Regions from separate parts of the Ovis aries genome. Here region 2 is linked to region 1. A link is a contact called in public Hi-C data. All regions are on one chromosome and are shown on one strand. Each heading gives the region's core, a stretch centred on a gene start, on an enhancer-like site or on the middle of the called end of the contact. The rest is flanking DNA. Distances are from core to core; before and after follow the strand shown.

Evidence for each region. A called contact is a pair of places that touch in the nucleus more often than the background predicts.
Region 2: a contact with region 1 is called in a Hi-C map of liver, with 5 times the contacts expected there. The contact joins two enhancer-like sites. A contact is called at or near these places in 7 of 16 Hi-C or Micro-C datasets (liver, mesenteric adipose tissue, muscle and 3 more).

What each region holds. Positions count from the first base shown.
Region 1 is chr8:26,709,425-26,714,208 of ARS-UI_Ramb_v3.0, reverse strand. No RefSeq gene overlaps it. Among named protein-coding and RNA genes, the nearest start is that of GTF3C6, 16 kb to the right of the region's middle. Within about 2 kb of position 2,173, at least 4 of the 54 cell types and tissues checked have an H3K27ac peak or open chromatin away from gene starts, as enhancers often do. A contact at or near this core is called in liver, where this site is marked.
Region 2 is chr8:27,025,371-27,029,942 of ARS-UI_Ramb_v3.0, reverse strand. No RefSeq gene overlaps it. Among named protein-coding and RNA genes, the nearest start is that of SLC22A16, 31 kb to the left of the region's middle. Within about 2 kb of position 1,777, at least 3 of the 54 cell types and tissues checked have an H3K27ac peak or open chromatin away from gene starts, as enhancers often do. A contact at or near this core is called in liver, where this site is marked.

The DNA.
Region 1 (4,784 bases), core at 924-3,423:
TGAATCTCTGCCCTTTTTATTTGATTTTAATTACAGGTAAGCTGTACAAAAGACTGAATACTGATCTCTGGCTCAGCAGCACGTGGTAAAAGATCTAAGCTTTCTTTGTGCAGGTCTGCCCTGCAATAAGGTGATATCCGGGCTTCCCTGCTAGCTCAGCTGGTAAAGAATCCTCCTGAAATGCAGGAGACCCTGGTTTGATTCCTGGGTGGAGAAGATCCTCTGGAGAAGGGATAGGCTACCCACTCCAGTATTCTTGAACATTCCTGGTGGCTCAGAAGGTCAAGAATCTGCCTGCAGTGCGGGAGACCTGGCTTCTATCCCTGAACTGGGAAGATCCCCTGGAGGAGGGCATGGCAACCCACTGAAGTTTTCTTGCCTGAAGAATCCCCATGGACAGAGGAGCCTGGCAGGCCACAGTCCTTGGGGTCACAAAGAGTCGGACATGACTGAGCGACTAAGTACAGCACAGCACAAGGCAATATCCTAGCCTGAAGTGTCTACTCCTCGGAAACAGAAAAGGAGAGGGGATAGAAAGGACAAACTCTGAGGGTTAGGTCTTCTTACAACAAGACACGCTATATACAGAAATGTACCACTTTGTTAGAAAGTGATAAAAACAGTGTTTATACAGCCAGGCTCTGTTCCAAGCACTTTACCTATATTGACTATATTAACCCTATATTAACCCTCACGATAACTTTCAGCAATAATTATACTGTTCTTCCCATTTTGTAGATGAGGAAACTGAGACACAGGGAGGTTAAATAGTATGCATAGAACATATGTTTAGTGATAAGCTCAGGCAATCTGGCTTCAAGGTTTATGCTCTTGACTACTGAGCAGGTACCTTCATGGGTCTACCTTTTATTGGGTTGACCAAAAAGTTTATTTTGGTTTTTCAGTAACATCTTTAACAGAAAAATCCAAATGAACTTTTTGGCCACCCCAATACTTAGGGCAATGGTGCTCAGACTTATGGGAGCATCAGAATTATGTGAGGCACCTGTTCAAAGTGTGTACTTCTGGTCGTTCCATCTACCCACCCAACCTCACCCCTACAAGATTCTGTTAGGTCTGTGGCTGAAGAATTTCTATTTTTAAAGTTATTCATTTATTTGTTTCTTTGGCTGCACTGGGATCTTTGATCTTCACTGCAGCATGCGGGGTCTAGGTCCCTGAGCAGGGCTCAAACACGGGCCCCATGCATTGGGAGTACAGAATCTTAGCCACTGGACTACCAGGGAAATCCCAAGAATTTCTATTTTTAACAAGAATCCCAAGTGATTTTAAAATATGTGGTCCAGTATCATACTGAGAAACACAGACTTAGGAAAAGAAGACTTTTTTTCCAAAGGATAAAACTTTTTTTTTTTTTTTTTGCGATTCATTCATCCACTCCAAAAACATGTATTAAGTATCCACTATAAATTTAGAATTGTATTAATTATGAAATCTATGTGTGTGAAATTACTTCAAATACTGGGTCCCTGCAATGAAAGAACATGTACCCTTATACAAGCAAACACTAAACACAACACATATTAATTCCTTTTAATAATACATAAACATTTTCTGAACAGAACATGTCTCAGTCACTGAGTCACTTAGAGAAGAAATAGTTAACAGTGAATGAGTAAGGGTCAGAACTGAGTGATTTCAGTAAAAAATGTTTATGGAGTAGTGCATATGTTTATAGAGGAGTCCCAGTATAAAGACAGGTCACTTGGTCGAATCACCTACAACATAACCCTCAAAGCTGTTTGCATTCAGAGTGACTTTTATCTAGTTAAGATTTTTTAAGTCTAGTTGTTTCCTTCAAATTCCTCTGAATTAAACAAGTTTTCACATTATTTAATTCATCCATCCATCCATTCAACAACCTTAATGCCACAACACTGTGCAAAGAAGTCAAAAAATTAACTCAAGGCACTTAAAATCAACTTGAGAAAACACATACACACACACACACACGAACTAACAAATACAAAGCAGATGTGAGCAATATGATTTTAAATTGTCTTAAAAGATACAATGAGGCATATTAAAATTTTTAAGAGTTAATTTGAACAAAAATCGATTCCAATTAGGCAGTGCCAAACTGGAATTCGTCAGGAGTGCTCTGTCCACAGAAGACGGAGCAAAGTACGGCATTCATTGGCGGGCTATAGCTTCAAGCCTTGCTGGTCGTTTGTGATTGGTTGTCCTTAGGTTTCAATTTCATGACCTTGAGTTGGCACCAGGCTTAGATCTGTGATTGTTTACTCTTAGGCTGCCACAGAATTAGAAGCACCTCAGGTTAATGTCCTTTTTGTTTAGTTAATTTAAGAGCTGCACAGAGAAACTGATAAGAAAAGTGGAAGGAGGGCCTGGCACATATTAAATGTTCAGTAAATGTGAGTTGAATGAATGAATATAGAGTAGGCTAGTCAGGATAAATTTCCTGGAGTAAGAGAAGTAATAGGCAGAGACTAAGGAGCAAAGGTTAGCCTACCAGAACAAATGACAGAAGCAAAGACCCAGTGGCAAACAGCGAAAAAAAAATAAAGCAGGATATAGAGTTTCAACAGTTTGGCTTGGTTGGAACAAAAATGTTAGTGGGTGAAAAAGTAGAGTGTGAGGTTTGATAAGGTATGGTACATTCTGATACAAGCCAAACTGTTATAACAGCTGAAAGCATTTGTAACACCCTAGTAATTTTGTTCTTAGCACTTTGACTTCCTTTTTGAAATGTATTGATAATAAAATGCTAATTCTGTAAGACCAAGCTCTTTAAATAAGTAATATTCTGTAAATAGACTAAATGCCATCAAGATGCTAAAGCAAAAATATAAATGGTCTAGGCAATGTTATGGATGGAGTCAATTTAGAGATTGTCTCTTCTAATTCAACCTGTCTTTTACAATCTGAGGGGTCAAGGATCCAGGCAAATTAGAGTCCTAAGGTATTGGCAGTGCTAATTTGGCAGCTGCCCTATTTACCAACAGTTGATAGAATCTTTAATGTTTAGAACTCTATTTGAATTTCATAACTGTTATTATTTGAAGATCAATATGAAAAATGTGAAGCACATAATTAGAAACAGAAAAGATAAATACATCATACACAGAAGATGTTGAAAATGAATGTGGGAAATTTAGATCTGGATTAAGGCAGTAGCTGAGGGAAATGAGGAGCGATCAAGAGATATTCCTGCTGAAAGTACTAAAAGTAATAGTATTTTTTTGAGTGATTGCCTGAATAAAGAGGCCAATAAGAGAAGTAAAAACAAACAAACCCCAAAATTGCCAATATGACCCTGAGCATCAGACTCGATGGTTAAGTTAGGAAGTGGTTCAGGTGGAAAGGGGATAGCCTTAAAATAGATTTCATAAAAAATTAGTTCTTTATTAAAAAGAAATTATATACTTGGCTGTGCTGGGTCTTAATTGTAGCATGTGAACTCTTAGTTGTGGCATGTGGGATCTAGTTCCCTGACCAGGGGTCGAACCTGGGCCCTCTGCGCTGGGAGCATGAAGTCTTAGCCACCGAACCATCAGGAAGTCCCCAAAACTAGTTCTTTAAAAAGCAATTCTTTGCAAGATGAAAAAGTTCTGGGAGTTCCCTGGTGGTCCAGTGGTTAGGATTCGGTGCTTTCACTGCTGTGGTCTGGGTTCAATCCATAGTCAGGGAACTCAGATCCCGCAAGCCACATAGCAAGTCCAAAAATAAAAGAGTTAAAAAATAAGGAGAGAAAAATTTCTAGAGATTGGTTGCACAACAATGTGAGTATACTTAACCACTGGATATATATGCATAACAATAGTTAAGCATATAGAAAGAAAAGAAATAAATGCATAAGTTTTATTAAAGGGACTATTTCTATTAAACTTATTCTCCATCTGTTTTGGAGCTGTATCAGCTTTTTATGTTTTAGGAGCACAGACTCACTCAGGAAATCTCAAGTAATGGGAAGCCCATCTATTTTAAGGATGCACATGACAATAAAAAGAGATAAGAATATCATGGGTACCTAAGAATAGCAGTATGATTGGGCTTCCATTGGGAACTGAAATGAACATGAAACTGGACAAATTCCATGCATGCCTAGAGACTGGGTTAACTTGTCACTCTTGGCTGCAGCAGGAATGCAGTATTCCCCAACCAGAGGGTGTCACCATTCCTCTGTCTCGATGACTACCAGCCTACCACCTCATTTAGCTAGTTATAGCTCTGCTTACTCATAATTCCAGCTTACTCATAGTCTCTAAGACCAACTTGCAGCTTCTCTCCCACAACCAACAGACTGATCCTCTCTGTAGATCCCATTTCAAATTCTTAAAAGGAAGAAAACTCTGACCGAGCTCGATTTTCACCGTTAAGTATGCATCAGAATCACCTGGAGAGAGTGTTACACTACTAATTGTTGGGCTTCATTCCCAAGCCTTTCTGATTTAGTAGTCTAGGGTACGTCTGAGAATCTGCATTTGAATCCTGAGTAAAGCTCACCACACGGGTCTGGGGACTACAATTGAGAACCACTGGTCTGGTTAGTCACACTTTTATCTGTCTGGACACAGCAAATGGGGCTATACCTCATGTTGTAAATACCATACTTCTGAACTGACTCTCAGGCTCATAATTGGAGAGTTTTTTTTTAAACTTCCTTTTTTTTAACGGCCTCTTCATTTCCACAGGGCTGGAAAAGGTCAGTTTTCATTCCAATCCCAAAAAAGGGCAATGCCAAAGAATGTTCAAACTACCATACAATTACACTCATTTCACATGCTAGCAAGGTAATGCTC
Region 2 (4,572 bases), core at 528-3,027, 320 kb before region 1:
TTAATCTCTTAGTTGTTTAGTTGACTTTTCTTTTCCTCTCATATTCTATGTCTGAACATCAGCAGGTCATGTTACCTTTACCTCCAAAGTGTACCTCATTCCAAACACTTGTCACCACCATTCACCATTCTTGGTGGCACTAAGCCACTTAACCACTCATCTGGACTATCACAGTGGCCTCCCAACCAGTCTCCCTGCTTTTAGACCCAAGTCTGTTCTTAGCACAACAGCCAGTGTGATCTTTTGAAAATACGAGGACTGCTGCCCTCGAGAAACTCTCACACGAGGACATGGACTAGAAATTCTATTGTTTGTTACAGAGAAAAATTGGAAGCAACCTGTCAGTGGGTAAACTGTGTCATATTCCTGCTGTGGAAAACTATGCAACAGGAGGGAAGTGAATTAGATTAATGTAGGAGATATGGAGAGACCTTGAAAACATTTTGCTATGAGAAAAAAGCAATTTAGGAAAGGACTTAAATAAGTTATGGTGCATCTAGTCAAGGGAATATTAGGCAGTCATTAATAATGAATAAGTAGAACAATATGTACTAAATAGAAGTTCAAGATATAATGTGAAAAAGTGGATAGGATTCTTTTTGTCTAATATGAATGTCTTTTAATAAAAGGTATACATGTATGCGCTCAGCCATGTCTGACTCTTTGAGATCCTTTTAGACTGCAGTCCACCAGGCTCCTCTGTCCATGGGATATTTCAGGCAAGAATGCAGAAGTGGGTTGCCATTTTCTCCTCTAGGGGATCTTCCCGACCCAGGGATGAAACCCACATCTCCTGTGTCTCCTGCATTGCAGGCAGAGTCTTTACCGCTGAGCCCTCAGGGAAGCCCGAATACGTCTGCCTAAACATATACAGAATATTTACACAAGAAACTGACAGATTGGTTTCTCCTGAGAAATAGAACATGGGGTTTAGGTCAGAAAGGAGATGTTTATTTTTCACCTAACATTCTTGGGTGCTGCAAAATTTTGATCATGATTATATGTATGTGTTCATGCAAAAAGACACACACATACTTACATACATGTTTCCTTCTGGCATCTTAAGCTTTGCTGGTTGGTTTATGATTTTACTCATATATAAAACTTTACTGGAAATCTTTATTGGTAATGAAGAGTGAGGTTAGGGATACTACATTCTTCCAAATGACTGCCAATTGTCTCAAGCCCATCTACTGACTAATGCATTTTTTTCCTCCACTGACCAAATGCTACCTTTACTATCTACATTTCTGTTGCTACTATTTTCATTATTTCCCCCATCAGCAAGTTTTAAAAACTCAAGTAAATTACTAGTTCAGAATTTTTTCCTTGGATCTGTGCTACATGCTTATAGAACATAATACTGGCCCAAATCAGGGTACATACGTATATGTACTACATCTGTGGTGTATTAATTTGTTTTAATAAAAATGTGCCCCAATCTGTGAAGACATTTCAGCATAAATATTGGTCTTTTAAGAAAAGACCAATTGGTTTTTTAAGAAAACTTAAAAATGACAAGAGGGGAGATCCTCTGTTTCTTTGATAGCCGTGTTATTAATCCTAAGAAACCATGCCTGTTGTGCTTCTTCCTGCCTACGTGTGTTCAGCCCAGCTCTGTGGGTGTGTAACTGTGTGTTTAACAAGCACTCACCTGGATTTATGTAGTCATTTTGTATGAAACTGCCTCAGAACCAGCATGTGGTTAGGACTGCTCATCTCTCATTTAAATGCTGCTGCATAACACTGCCCAGCTGGGAGCTGGGGCTTAGCCCTAACAAGAGCTACCTTTAAGGGTTGAAAAGAACTTGGAAAAATTCAGGTTTATTGGGTTCTGAGCACTTATTTCTCTTCCTTCCAATATATTCAGAAGGCAAAGTCCTCCTCTATTTCTCCTACCTCTCCAAGTAAGAATTCCACGGACAGTGGAGCCTGGCGGCCTGCAGTCCCTGGGGTCACAAAGAGTCGGACACGATTGAGCAACTAACGCTTTCACTTTCCTGTCTCTGGCAGTATTGCACACTTGATTCCCTGGACGACTCTCTGCCTATAAAACAAAAAATGCCAGATGAAATTATTTAAATGTTTTATAATTTATCTAAAATGTATAACAAAATGTTAAATTGGGGGTTTGAGTAAGATGCAAAGATATGATAACTGTCTGGCACACCAATCAAGTTTTGGGACAGACCAGGATGAAGATGTTCAACACAGCAGGGCAGGAATACAACCCACACTGGAGACATAAAGCAGTCCGGTGATTCTCCACCTGGAGCTCCACTGAGTGGGCTGGTGGAAAGGGTTTCTTGGCAAGAATGGCTACTATCTTCCGAAGGTAATGGCACCTTCTTACGACCCTAAGAAGAGGAACGTCCAGGAAATCTCTCAAAGAGCTTGATAAGTGTCCCCTGAAATCGTGGGACATAGGTAAGTAATTTAGGGCTGAGGAAGCTCAAGGCAGAGGCTGTGGTACTTGTGGGGCAACAGGGCAAGAAAAGGAGGTGCTCTTGTATCGTGATGAACCTACTTTCTAAAGTTTACATGGAAACGCAAAGCACTTAGAATAGCCAAAAGTCTTTGAAAGACAGAGTTGAAGGAGTTTAAGAATTATTTATACAAATACTGGAATTTAAAAAATATATAACTACAGGAATTAAGACAGAGTACATTGGTGTAAAGGTAACTAGAACAACTGAACAGAAAGTTCAGAAATAGATTCTCATATGTACAGTCAGGTGTCCTTTGACAGAGATCCCAGGGCAATTCAGTGGGCAGAGGATAGTATTTTTAACAATTGATGATAGAATAGTTGGATTAGCCATATGAAAAAAAGAAATTGAAAGAAAAAAGAGAAAGATCCTTACCTCGCACCATCTATAAAAATTAACTGCAAATAGATTGAAGACCTAAACCTAAGAGTTAAAATTATAAAACTTCTAAAAGATAATTGTACTAGTTATCAATTGCAGAGCAACAACATTAACACCAACTTGCTACTGCTGCTTCTAAGTCACCTCAGTCGTGTCTGACTCTGTGTGACCCCAGAGACGGCAGCCCACCAGGCTCCCCCATCCCTGGGATTCTCCAGGCAAGAACACTGGAGTGGGTTGCCATTTCCTTCTCCAATGCATGAAAGTGACAAGTGAAAATGAAGTTGCTCAGTCGTGTCCGACTCCTAGCGACCCCATGGATTGCAGCCTAACAGGTTCCTCCGTCCATGGGTTTTTCCAGGCAAGAGTACTGGAGTGGGGTGCCGCTGCCTTCTCCAAACACCAACTTAGGGGCTTAAAATAACATACATTTTGTTACCTCACTATTTCTGTGGGTCAGGAGTCCTGGTAGCTCAGACAGTAAAGAATCCATTTGCAATGCAGGAAACCTGGGTTCTATTCCTGGGTTGGGAAGATCCCCTGGAGAAGAGAGTGGTTACTCACTCCAATATTCTTGCCTGGAGAATTCCATGGGCAGAGGAATCTAGGGGTCTACAGCCCATGAAGTCACACAGAGTTGGCCATGACTGAATGACTAACACAGGAGTCCAGGAATGGGTGGGTGACACCTCAGCTTAGAGGCTCACAAGGCTGCAGTCAAGGTATCCTCCAGGCCGTGACCTCATTCATGGCTCCACTGGGGACAGTTATTGACAGAATTCATTTCCTGGTAGGACGGAGGATTTCGTATCTTGCTAGCTATTGGCCAGAGGCCACCCCCTGCTGCTAAATGATGCCCATAGTTCATTACTCACCACATAGGGTTTCACAGCATGATCACTTGCTTCCTCAAAGCCAGAAAGAGACTGTAGCAAAGTGGCTGCTGAAATCTGAAGTAACATAGACATATGATCACACATACTCATGTGTGTCCCATCAACTTTGCCATATTCTATTGGTTAGAAGTGAGCCACAGGTCCTGCTCACACTCAAGGCCCAAAGCAAAATCTGTTGAAGTTGATGGGGAAAATGTACATGACCATACCGATCCTTTGTTTAAAAAATAGTTCTACATAGATGGTCCTTGTACACTGCATTGTATGGTGGCTTCTTTTCCATGTATGTTTTTAATCCCCTATTTAGGCCATAAATTCCTGAAGAATGGGGAGTATCTTACACTCTATAAGTCCCAGGGCACCCAGGAGCAGTGTCTCACATGTATTAAGTACTCAAGAAATATTTGGTTAGAGTCAAGTTAGCACAGTGGGAAATGTGCAGGCTTATGGAATCAGGGGAAGATTCATTCAAATCCCAGCTCTGCCATTTAATAACTGGGTAAACACACAACAATTACTTCCTGTCTCCAAGCTTCAGTTTCCCTATATAACCTCATAGCTTTGAGATGCAATGAGGTAATGTGTACAAACTGCCTGTCACATCTGCTACATGGTAGCAATTATTGTTATTTATAGATGGGGCTAGCTGTAAAATGTTAAGATGCTTAAGCTTTAATATCAAACAAAATTAAAACTCAGTTTTCTGTGATGAGTTTTTCTTTGCATCTGTGAAAGCGTTAGGATTCCTTTCAACTGTAGCTCCCCTTGTGTAAGAACAGTCCCACTCAGATGTCCATACTCTCAGG